Linked DNA regions of Gossypium hirsutum: regions 2 and 3 are each linked to region 1. A link is a contact called in public Hi-C data. All regions are on one chromosome and are shown on one strand. Each heading gives the region's core, a stretch centred on a gene start, on an enhancer-like site or on the middle of the called end of the contact. The rest is flanking DNA. Distances are from core to core; before and after follow the strand shown. Region 1 holds the start of LOC107886263 (protein NRT1/ PTR FAMILY 3.1). Region 2 holds the start of LOC107944866 (ACD11 homolog protein). Region 3 holds the start of LOC107910680 (alpha-amylase 3, chloroplastic).

Region 1 (3,851 bases), core at 1,165-3,664:
TGCATTGAGCAATATGGATTGAATAAGGTAAATGAATTCATGGCATTACATTCAATGAAATAATACGATACACAATAAATATGGACTATTGGCGGCTCAACATCACAATCAAGATCCAATCTAAAGTTCTTAATCCAAGAGATTGCATTAAGGAATTTCGATCTAAATAAATTACAGATATTTGAATTCCCTAGCAGTTTAATATTCATTAACGGGGTAAATATTCATCAAATAGTCAACATATCCCAAATATAAGATTTAATAAATTGCCAACACCTAAATATGAAAATTACCTCCCCACAAATTTGGTGAGGAGGAAGTGGGCACTCCCCGATGCCAAATTTCCAATTTTTTATTTTTAACACTTTATACTACATTTAACTTAATCATCCGTTTAATGTGTTCATTTATCGTGCAAGAATGGTACTTATAGGCACTCATGTATGGTTGAATACTGATTTTTCTTTTCTTTTCTTTCCTTAATTATCATTAGTCCAATTTTCCTTAATTACCATTAGTTAGTTTGAGTCCAATTTTTCGTTAATAATCATTATTCCAATTTCTCCATAATTGTTTTTAACAATAATAAAGTGAACATAAACATCAAAATTTTTGCTTCGCTTGCCATTATTGCCGTGTATAACATTATTATGAAACATTTATATATTTGACTACAATAAAATGAATCAAGAAATTTTTAAGAAATATGATAATAAATATGAATTTTATAAAGTAATTTAAATGGTAAATTGATAACTATTGAATTTTTACTTTGTTTTGCTTATCATTATAAGTAAATAATTAAAACATTGGCTTAATATAACATTTGGTACTTAAACTTAACATTTTTTCTTAATTTAGTACTTAATTTTTTTTTTTGCACAATTTGGTATTTGAACTTGAATTTTTTCCTAATTTGGTACCTAAACTTTTTTGGGGGCCAATTTGGTACTTAAAGTTAGCATTTTTTTTTCTAATTTGGTACTTAAGCTTTTTTTAGGTTCAATTTAATACCTAAATTTATTAAATGTAATACGAATTACGCAAAATACTAACGGTGTTAAATTTTTTTTATGCTACAAAAATATTGTCAATATTAGAAGAAATTCATGTTAAAAAAATAGGTATTGGGCTATGCTCAATGAATTAATATTAAATAAGAAAAATAATTTTAAAATCCCAAATTAAAAGAAATACATTATTTCAATTAGTAAAATAATTAATTAAGTAAATAAAACTAAAAGAAATTGAATATATAAAATACAAAAAATATCATATCATCTGTAACATGTCAGTCATACATTGATTATTTTTACTACTTCATAAAAAAAATAATATTGTTAGTGTATTGGAGTAATTTGTAAAACGTTTACAAGTACCAAATGGAAAAAAAAGTACCAAATTAGGAAAAAGAGTGAAGTTTAAGTACCAAACTGAACTCTCAAAAAGTAAAAGGTATCAAGTTTAGATACTAAATTAGACAACAAAAATTTTAAATGTCAAATTAAAAAAAATTATCAAGTTCAAATATCAAATATTATATTAAGCTTAAAACATTCCTCTATTTACTTATTATTGAATTTTTGCTTTGCTTACCACATATATTGTAGTCTATGCATATATACGTTGATTATGGTTTGAAAATTTTCTATATATATTTTCATATTTACATTTATAATTAACTCACCTCATATAATTTACTTACTATAAAACTTACAACTAAAATTCTCAAAAGATTAAAACCTCAATTTTCACCGACATAACCAAAACCTGCTAAAGCAATGTCATCTTTCCGCCCTTATTTTATTTTCACAATTCCGACACAGAACAGAAGTAGATGAGAAAATTTTTGGTTTTCAGATTTTTGGACTCTCCCTGCAATTATAAATTTATTTATCTATATATTACCCCATACGTTGAGCTAGCATTTCACCAGTTAAAACCTTTTACATAAATTGATTTGAACTTAACAAGGATATCTAATTATCAATAAGGCAACCAACGTGGAACTGTTGTGAGACTATAATTGAATGACTGTAATATTAAAATTCAAAAATTATCTCACTACCTAAGGTGAAGGTAGAAAAATTTTTTAGGGTATCAAAATTAAATTTTAATGTTTATGCTAAAAAATGTAATTTTATTATTTGAATAATTTATATTTTTTAATTTTTAAAAACTAAATTAAATTAAAATTTTATCACTTTTCAATTGGGTCAAAATATAATTTCACTTTTCACATTTGACGTGGACGCGATTTCGGAAAAAATGGCACATTCCGGTAAATAATAAAATACCGAGCCCATTTCGATAAATTTAAAAAAAATAGGGTTTTTTTTTTTGTAATTTGCCCTCCCTACCACTCTCCTTGTTTTTATGGATTTATAAAATAAAATAAATTACAAATACGTTTCGATAATTAATAGACCCCCTAAATCGACTGTTATTTGCTCATTTCTCGAACATGACATCAAGTGTGCAGTTCCGTGAGTGAGTCATTCTCCCATCCCAATAATGCAAAGTGAACACAAGAGAACAACGACAAAAAATGTATACTATATAAGCTTTAGTCCAAGGAAGGCAAGGTTAGTCTCGAAGAAAGAGTCTTGTTTCTGTTGTTGTTGCTTTGTTTGACCTTTGCAAGTTAAGTTTCTGTTTTCTTTTCTTCATCCTTCTGACCAAAGTTCACGCTCAAGGGCCAATCGCATTTATGGTATCAAATTTCGCATTGGATAAGTAGGGCAGCCTTCAAAACATTGAGCTTGCTAGCTGAATTTTATGGAAAACCACAGCATGGCGACTGCAACTCCGGAAAACAAAGATAGCTTTGCTACTTCCGGAAATGCCGATGATAAGCAGAGCAAGGCATTTGTCAATGATAACGAAAAGGGTGGAATTAAGACGATGCCCTTCATCTTACGTAAGCTTTTTGACAACTGTTGGAATCCTAGATTATTTATTTATTTATTTCTGGTATGGCTAATTACTTCATCGTGTATGTTCCAGTAAACGAGATATGCGAGAAATTGGCAATGGTGGGCTTCAGTAAAAACATGGTTAACTACTTGACACAGCAGCTTCATATGCCCTTAACAAAAGCAGCCAACACCGTGACCAACTTCAATGGTACCTCGAGCTTGACGCCATTGCTTGGGGCTTTCATTGCTGATTCCTATGCTGGGAAATTTTGGACCATCACTGTCTCAACGGCCATATACCTAGCAGTAAGAATGGTTGCCTTTTTCCATAGAGATTTTCCGTTCTGAATACTGAGGGTTTTCGATTTACCTACCTGTGTGTGTAGTTGGAGGACAAGAAGCATCAATTTTACAGTTTACTTATATAGTCGGAACATTCCAAGAAATGATTCAATCTCTCTTTTTAGTAAAAAAAGCAAGTGTCTAATATTGACAAAATTAATTAGACTGATTTTCCATAAAAGAAAAATTAATTAGATTGACGGTCTCTTGTCTGTTAAAAAAACTACAATCTGATCTCATCTGATCTGATGATGTGAACAGGGAATGATAGTCCTAACACTCTCAGCAGCACTGCCACAGCTACGGCCACCGCCATGTGCAGGTGACCAAGTTTGCCAAGAAGCCAATGGGAGTCAAATGGCTGTTCTCTACCTGTCTCTTCTATTCGCAGCCTTAGGATCAGGCGGGATCCGGCCATGCGTGGCGGCGTTTGGGGCAGAGCAATTCGTTGAGGAGGATCCTACGCAGCCTAAGAAAACGTGGGTTTTCTTTAATTGGTATTACTTTGCATTGGGAGTCTCAATATTACTGGCATCAACTGTGCTTGTGTATATTCAAGACAATGTAGGATGGAGCTGGGGCCTTGGAATT
Region 2 (3,909 bases), core at 456-2,955, 180 kb after region 1:
TCACCATGCTCGCCATGCTCTCCACCATAGCCTTGTACGACCGCTTTTTAATCCGCATTGCCCGAAGGTTCACAGGGGTGGACCGCGGCATCACCTTCTTGCGCCGGATGGGAATCGGGCTTTTGATCTCAGTATTAGCCACTCTCGTAGCAGGGTTCATAGAAGTGAAGCGTAAACAAGCAGCTGTGGCACATGGGCTTGAGGACAAGCCTCATTCTATCATCCCCATGTCAGTCTTTGGCTCGTGCCTCCGTACGGTCTACATGGAATAGCTGAGGCTTTCATGTCAATTGGAAACTTGGAGTTCTTTTATGATCAGTCACCAGAAAGCATGAGGATCAGTGCTACTGCTTTGTTCTGGACTGCAATTTCAGTTGGGAATTATGTGAGTACGTTGCTGGTCTCTTTAGTGCACAAATATAGTGCTAAACCTGACGGATCAAATTGGCTCCCAGATAACAATTTAAACAAGGGGAAATTGGAGTTATTTTACTGGTTGATCACCGGCTTGCAAGTGGTTAATCTTCTTTATTATATCTGTTGTGCCAAACTCTATACTTATAAGCCCATTCAAACCCCTACCAAAGACGCTGAATCTAAAGAAGCTGCATGCAAGGTTTGATTATTTTGCATTGTTGAAGTTGGCTTCCATGCAGCACATGCAGCATGAAGAAGCAGAGCAAGCAGCCGGTGCCATGAAGTTGCAGTTGAAGCTTCTGCTACTGTTTTGTTTTGTTACTTCAATCAGTATTTTGTAATTTAGTTTGTCTTGAACTAAGTTGGTAAAATGTTTGATGTAATTAGGTGAAGTTTGAGCTGATAAATCAGCTTTGCAAAATGTACGAGTTATGTTTAACAAGTTTCAATGTAGTTTAGTGGTGTTAGGTAAATGTTTAGGTGACATTTGCTAATTTTTGACCAGCTTATGGATTGATATATGTAATGGCTTTGTACCTTCATTCATCAGTCAATGAAATTATCAGAATTCTTCATCAAATTCTCTCTTAGTTCTTTGCTTTCTCTTGTTCTTCAAGCCCGATTCCGTTTTTGTTTGTACAGCAAGTATCGAGCCTTCAAGCTCAAGAAACTGCTTGTTTCATTCATCTTGCATTCTTAGTTCCACCATGCATTCCCAGGTTCTAGTCGTAGCAATGACCGTATCAAAATAAAAATAAAAATAAAGGTTGAAATTTTAGTAAACTATCTCTTTTTCTGTTTTTAATTATGGTTTACCAAGTCCAATCACTTCTTCTTCTTCTTTTATCTTGGGAGCTCAACACTTGTTAGTCAATCAGATCCTTTAATATATCGATAGACAAGCAACCAAGCAAAAGCAAGACAAACAAGAATATACTCATTCCAGGTTCAAGTCTTATATTTCCTTGCTCTTTAAAATTCAAATTTAGTTTGTATTAATTATGAAAATCGATGGTACAAGGGACGTGATCTGTTAAGTTTTCAACATATCCAATGACGATAATTGCTCAAGGGAGTTACCAGCTGCATTTGGACCGAATTTTATTGTGACCCATCCATCCCCATCAAACAGACGATTAAGAAAGCAACGAGTAACGACAAGGAAGCAAAAGGACCACAAATGTGTTGGAATTTTCCTTTTCCCACAAAAGTCGAAAACCAAGTGGCGGACCGTGTTTGTAGTGTGACCTCTAAATATCCCCCACAACACTTGTCATGTTTAGACAAGAGAAAGAAAATAAATGAATCCGAGACACGTAAAACACTAGTCCAATTTACCTTTTCTTGATGAAAATTCAAAATGTTGGACGGTTTCAAAGCGAATTGGGAATCCTAAAGAACAAAAATTAAAGATAGTTATGATATAAGCCATGGATGAAGGTGCAGATAATGGTTTTAATCATTCTCAAACCAAGATGTCCATGACAACTAAAACGCCTCTGTCGGATATAGCGAAGGCGTTTGAGGAGCTGTCGGGATTCTTGGGATCTCAGACTAAGGATCAAAAACTTCGGTTGGATAATTTCTGTGAAGCATGTTCTCTGGTTTCTGTTCTTTTTAGCTGCCTCGGCCTCGCCTTCAAATTCGCCGAGATGGAGTACGTCGCCAAGGTTCATTGCCTTTACATTGCTAGAAACTGGAATCATGTTTCTTTAGGCTGTCAGGATTTGCATTGAGAAACCTTATTATATGTATAATTGATGCCAATCAATCAATGTAAACTTAAATATTGTAGATAGCGTATAGACAGATTTTCTGATGTTGTTAACATCCATATACAATACAGCATTTCATCAAGGTCTATTTTCTTGTGGTTTGCATTTGTTTTTATACAAATTCTCAATGCCGTGATGTAATGAAATGATTAATGCTTTGATAAGGTACATGATCTTGTGGAAGCATCCAAGACGTATACCACTTTAGAAAATGTACTTGATCGTGATGTTGCTAATGACACGGTGAAAAAACCAGGAAGCCATTCACGTAATCTGCGGCGAGTTAGACAGGGTCTTGACCTCATCCGGGCTTTATTTGAAGAATTTATGTCAACCGAGTATGTCTCGCCCTTCCATCGTTTTTTTTCTCTTGATTTCAAGAGAAATTTGTAGTATTTACAAGTTGTGTAACGTTTGATATGCCTGTGACCCTTTTTTACTATGGCAAAATTCTAAAAATGACACCTGAAACCGAGATTAGGAGACTAAAGGCAGAGGCTTTAGACCATAATCAACATGGGATTAGCTGAAAATTTTGTTTTCCTCTCTGTTTCCTTGATAAAATACACACTACAATGCACATATGGAATGTAACTCTCCTTTTTCATGTCACCATTTCATGCTTCAACTTCCTTATTATTATTTATTTGGTTTCAAATTGTAGTGATTACTATTTGAAGGATGCAGCTTCAACAGCTTATTCTCAAGTGTGTGCACCATACCACACATGGGCCGTCAGGACTGCGGTTTCTGCTGGAATGTATACTCTTCCAACAAGGGAAGAACTTTTACAGAAGCTCAATGAAACAGGTGAGTTCCTATATGTTGAGGAGAGAGCAACATAGCATATGGAATGGATGCTTAATATCTTTCGCAAAATAACTTTGATCATCGTCATGTATTCTCTTCTTTTCCTTATACTTTTTAATCTATATATGTGTGTGTGTGTGTGTGTGTGTGTGTGTGTGCAGATCATACAGCAGAGAAGAAAATGAGAAGGTATATCGAAGCATCGCGCCCAGTAATAGCATACATTGATAAGCTTTATAGTTCTAGGAAGATCGCCTTGGACTGGTGACTAATATTATCAACTGGGCAGAGTGTCAGAGAAGGATATCCATGGATATTTTATTCAACCAGTAACATATACTACTTTATTATAATTAATATATATACATAAATTTTTTCTACAATATGTTATTTTGTTCTAGCTAGTTGCTATTTTGCATCTTAGATTTTGTGCAGCAACAGAACAACAGTCTATGACATATACTATATTATTAATTAGTTTCAAAGTTCATTTTGCTTTACATTTTTAATTGTGTGTACTCATATAAGAAATCAAAAGAAAACTCAGATATTTTTTCCAGATAAACAACTCCCTATTCCAAATATTATTAATTAATTAGCTATGTTCAAAGAATTACGATAGGATCGCACGAAGCACTTAACAGCAACAATAGCAATGTTGATTGCAAAAAAAAAAAAAACTGTTATTTGCCTTTTTAGATTTGTCTCTGCAGGTTTTCTTATGGATATTATTATAAGAAAAAAGCGTAAAGTTTAGGTTTTTTTTTCTAGAAAGGGTGGAAAAGGTAAAGGTCCGCACTCAGGTGTAAGCAGAGGTCTCTGTGCTAAGAGTTTAGGAATTGGTTAAAACATTTGGAAACATCATTTCTCTAAGTTTTAAAGTTAGTTTATTTGTTGACGAGGAAGT
Region 3 (4,009 bases), core at 850-3,349, 230 kb before region 1:
TCCAGAACTTCTTCAGCCTTTACCTATGCCTAATCGAGCCTGATCTATTATCAACTTAGATTTCATTGAAGGATTGCCGAACTCTAGCAAGGAAAATTCCATTTTGGTTGTGGTGGACCACTTGACGAAATATGGTCATTTTTGGCACTATCTCACCCATATATAGCTAAAGATGTAGCACAAGAGTACTTGAATCATATTTATAAACTTCATGGCATGCCTGATTCAATTATATCAGACAGAGACAGAATTTTTGTTAGTGGATTTTGGCAAGAATTATTTCGAAAAACTGGTACCAGAATTCTATCATCCACAACATACCATCCTAAAACAGATGGTCAAAAAGAGGTACTAAATTGGTGTCTTGAGAACTATCTGAGATGCATGACTAGAGAGACATTTGCAAATTGGTTTAGTTGGTTACCCTTTGCAGAGTGGTGGTATAACTCTTCTTTTCACTCCTCCATTCAGCTTACCCCGTATGAAGCTTTGTATGGACAACCACCACCTCAACACATGCCTTACTTAGCAAGGGTCTCATCAGTGGTAGTGGTTGATAGAAGCCTACAGGCTCGAGAGGCCGCAAGAAAGCTATTGCAATTCCATCTCAAAAGAACCCAGTCTCTTATAAAGTAGTTAGCTGACAAACATTGGTCTGAGAGGAGCTTTCAAGTTGGTGATTTGGTATACTTGCGACTGCAAGCTTATAGGCAACAGACAGTTAGGAAGGTTCTTCATAAAAAATTATCTCCTAAGTACTACGGACCTTTTCCTGTGATTAAGAAAGTGAGAGAAGTGGCGTGTACTCTACAATTACCTCTAGGATCTTGTATTCACCCAACATTTCACGTTTCTCAGGTAAAGAAACATATAGGATCTGCTCCTACTCAAGCTCAACTACCCTTGGTTGATGCTCATAGGGCACTGCAAAAAGAACCAATTAAAATTTTTGACAGAAGAATAGTTAAAAAAGGGAATCAAGCTGTTACTGAAGTTTTGGTTGAATAAATCGACTCTTTTACTGAAGATGCAACATGGTAATCCTTACCTCTACTTTTAGAAAAATTTCCTCACTTTCATCCTTGAGGACAAGAATCCTTTTCTTGGGAGGCGGTACTTGTTACGGGGTGAAAAGCTAAGTAAGAAAATAGAGAGTAAAAGGGTCTTAAAACAGTGAGTTTCATTTTAGTAAAACGGTGAGTTTAATACTGAGAATAATTTAGCAAAAGCGATGCGTAGGACTTTAGTTAAACGGTGAGTATTGTTATAACTGAATTTACCACGTTTATCTTTTCTTTATTTTTCTTTTTAAGCATGGCTTGTAATAGGAAAACGATATTAAAATCACACAAGGAAATTGCAGAAATCTCTTTGTTCTCTCTGTTCTTCTTTTCTCTACCTTCTTCCTGTCTCGGATTTGAAGTTACATCACGTAATTAAACCATCCATCTTTTTTTCCTCCAGAAAGTTTCTCAATCACCAAGCATCCGAGTATAGAAATCAACTTCAATTCAATAAGTTTTTCTTCTTCTTTGTTTTTAGGCAACCAAATGGGAACCAAAAATGCTAAATCAAAAGTATATATGCCAACAACATGCACACACGCAATATACATCAAGCACAACTCTCAAAAAACATATAAATATACATGTATGCATGTACATATACATATACGTATAAAAATAAATATGAAGATGAAAAACCTTTTCAATTCGGTTGACGGGAAAAGTTTGTTCGTACAAGATGTCAGCGGAAGAAAAGGTGTCAATAGGAGCTGTATCAGTTGAGCTGGCTTTAACGATATAAAACTTCCCGCAAGGGTTGGAGTTAGAGAAGCAAGCACCACGAGAGCAGAGAAGCTTTCTATGTGGAGAACAATCCAAATCCAATGAGCGAAGAGGCTTTAAGTTTAACAACAACTTTTGTCCGCGAGGAGACGATAGCCTAGGGTTTTGGAGAAGGGAACCGACGGCAAGGGTGGCCATGGTTGGGCGGAAATCGAAATGGAAGATAGGTAGATTTTGATATTTCCTTTTTTGATTGTTAGAGAAACTCGTAAAATAGATGAAGTCTGGGATTATTGTTTTCTTTGTATCAGTACAAATATTTTACCCTTAACATGTTAGTTGTTTCGTCATAAAATAAGAATAATTAATTTAGATGAAGTTGATAATAGTGATTGAGGTGATCCCCACCAATTTCGTAAATCTAAAAATACCCACTTTTCATTGGAACGTAAATTTATCCCATACTTGGAGATTTGGAAGGAGAGAGATCGTTAAAGCACTTTCCCTTTTGTGGTTATCTTTTTAACATTCTCTACCATAATTTTTTATTATTAGGTAAACTATAAAAATCTGACTCAATTATGTTTTTCATTTTATTTTAATCATTCAACTATTAATTTTTTGATATTTTAGTCACTCTAAATTAATGTGTTTTTTTGTTAGTAATAAAATTAGTCCTCTAATATTTATATATTCTATTATTTTGAATCTTAAATATAAAAGAAATAATAAATTTAGCTCTTAATATTTACAAAATTGATCATTTTATTTCTAATTCTAAAAAATTCAATAAATTTGGCCCTTAATATTTACAAAACCTATCAATTCATTCCTAACTCTAAAAATTAAAAAAATATTTTTAAAAAATCAATTTAACTATTTATAACCCATCAACTAAACTATGTGATATATTAAAATAAGAAAAAGAGTATCTCTTTCAAGTCACTTGCGGCAATTTCTTTTATAATTTAGGCTTCTCACTACACCAAACCAATTGATTTAGAACCTATCTAGAATAATTTGTTGCATTACTACTCGAGCAAATAATGTTTTTAATGTCTTTGTTTTTTCATCTTAATTTTTTTTAATGTTTTATCCCAACTTTCTAAAGTTTTTTTTTTTTGCAAGTAACTTGAAAGAGGGTACTCTTTTTCTTATTTTAATATCTTGAGTTAGCCGATGGGTTATAAAGGGCTAAAAATGAATTTTTTTTAATATTTTTGACCTTTTAAAGTTAAGACTAAATTAATAGGTTTTGTAAATGTTGATAGTCAAATTTATAGAATTTTTTTAAAATTATAATCAAAATGACAAATTTTGTAAACATTGAGAGCTAAGTTTGTTGAATTCTTTATATTTAGTATCAAATTGATAGAATGTATAAACATTAGAGGGTTAAATTTGTTACTAGACCAAACAAAAACCCACATTAGCTCAAAGTAATCAAAATATTTAACTTCAAAATGTTTAATGACTAGATTTAAAAAATTATTAGTTGAGTGACCAAAATAGAAGGAAAAGTATAACTAAATGGTCATATTTATAGTTTACCCATATTATTATAAGAATAAAGAAATTTTAAAAGAGTGAGCAATTGGAATGCAGACCAATGGACTATTCCAATTTTGGAATTACCTCCTCCCTCCTCCCCTCTCTCTCTCATCTCTTCATGTGCAATAATTTTTCGTCACTCCAATCATTGATATTATATATCAACCAAATTTTGTTAAAATAAATTATTTATAGAAATCAATGATTAAATCACAAGAAAAAGCCCATTTCTAAAAAAAGAATTACAGAAATAGGCCGTTTTATTCAAAAATGATTGGAGATGATCGATTTCCCTAAAACGCGTTGAGCTAGCGTCATTTTCAGGAGAACACAGAAAAGCGTGTCTAGCTCAGTGCTTTTTTCCTTGATGACCAGTAAAACGCGCCCATGTCAGTGCACTTTAGTAAAGCGCTTCCACGTAGGCGCACTTTTGCCCGTGCTCCAACAGTTAACTCAAACAACTATTTGAACTAGCGGTTGGAGCCCAATGGTAAAAAAAAAAAGTATAACTCCCCCCCCCCACACACATTTCTCACAACACAATTCTCATAATTCTTTCCTGAATCTCTCAAATATCTCAAAAACCTCTCAAATACTTTGTACATTACCTAACAAGTTATTGAGTGTTCTTTTAATGGTTTTAGTACCCGTGGGATTATTAACTATACCAT

Evidence for each region. A called contact is a pair of places that touch in the nucleus more often than the background predicts.
Region 2: a Hi-C map of leaf shows a contact between it and region 1, with 2.1 times the contacts expected there. The contact joins the promoter of LOC107944866 here to the promoter of LOC107886263 in region 1. A contact is called at or near these places in 5 of 34 Hi-C or Micro-C datasets (callus and leaf).
Region 3: a Hi-C map of leaf shows a contact between it and region 1, with 2.2 times the contacts expected there. The contact joins the promoter of LOC107910680 here to the promoter of LOC107886263 in region 1. A contact is called at or near these places in 2 of 34 Hi-C or Micro-C datasets (both in leaf).

What each region holds. Positions count from the first base shown.
Region 1 is chrD02:38,646,226-38,650,076 of Gossypium_hirsutum_v2.1, forward strand. LOC107886263 (protein NRT1/ PTR FAMILY 3.1) reads left to right here and starts at 2,415. Exons shown (of 4, transcript XM_016810161.2): 1 at 2,415-2,920; 2 at 3,007-3,224; 3 at 3,522-3,851. The coding sequence starts at 2,779.
Region 2 is chrD02:38,829,037-38,832,945 of Gossypium_hirsutum_v2.1, forward strand. It overlaps LOC107944866 (ACD11 homolog protein), which reads left to right and starts at 1,706. Exons shown (of 4, transcript XM_041088533.1): 1 at 1,706-2,087; 2 at 2,358-2,530; 3 at 2,857-3,002; 4 at 3,164-3,479. The coding sequence starts at 1,848. The coding sequence ends at 3,270. It also overlaps the pseudogene LOC107944865.
Region 3 is chrD02:38,415,871-38,419,879 of Gossypium_hirsutum_v2.1, forward strand. It overlaps LOC107910680 (alpha-amylase 3, chloroplastic), which reads right to left and starts at 2,100. Exons shown (of 13, transcript XM_016838630.2): 1 at 1,704-2,100. The coding sequence starts at 1,985.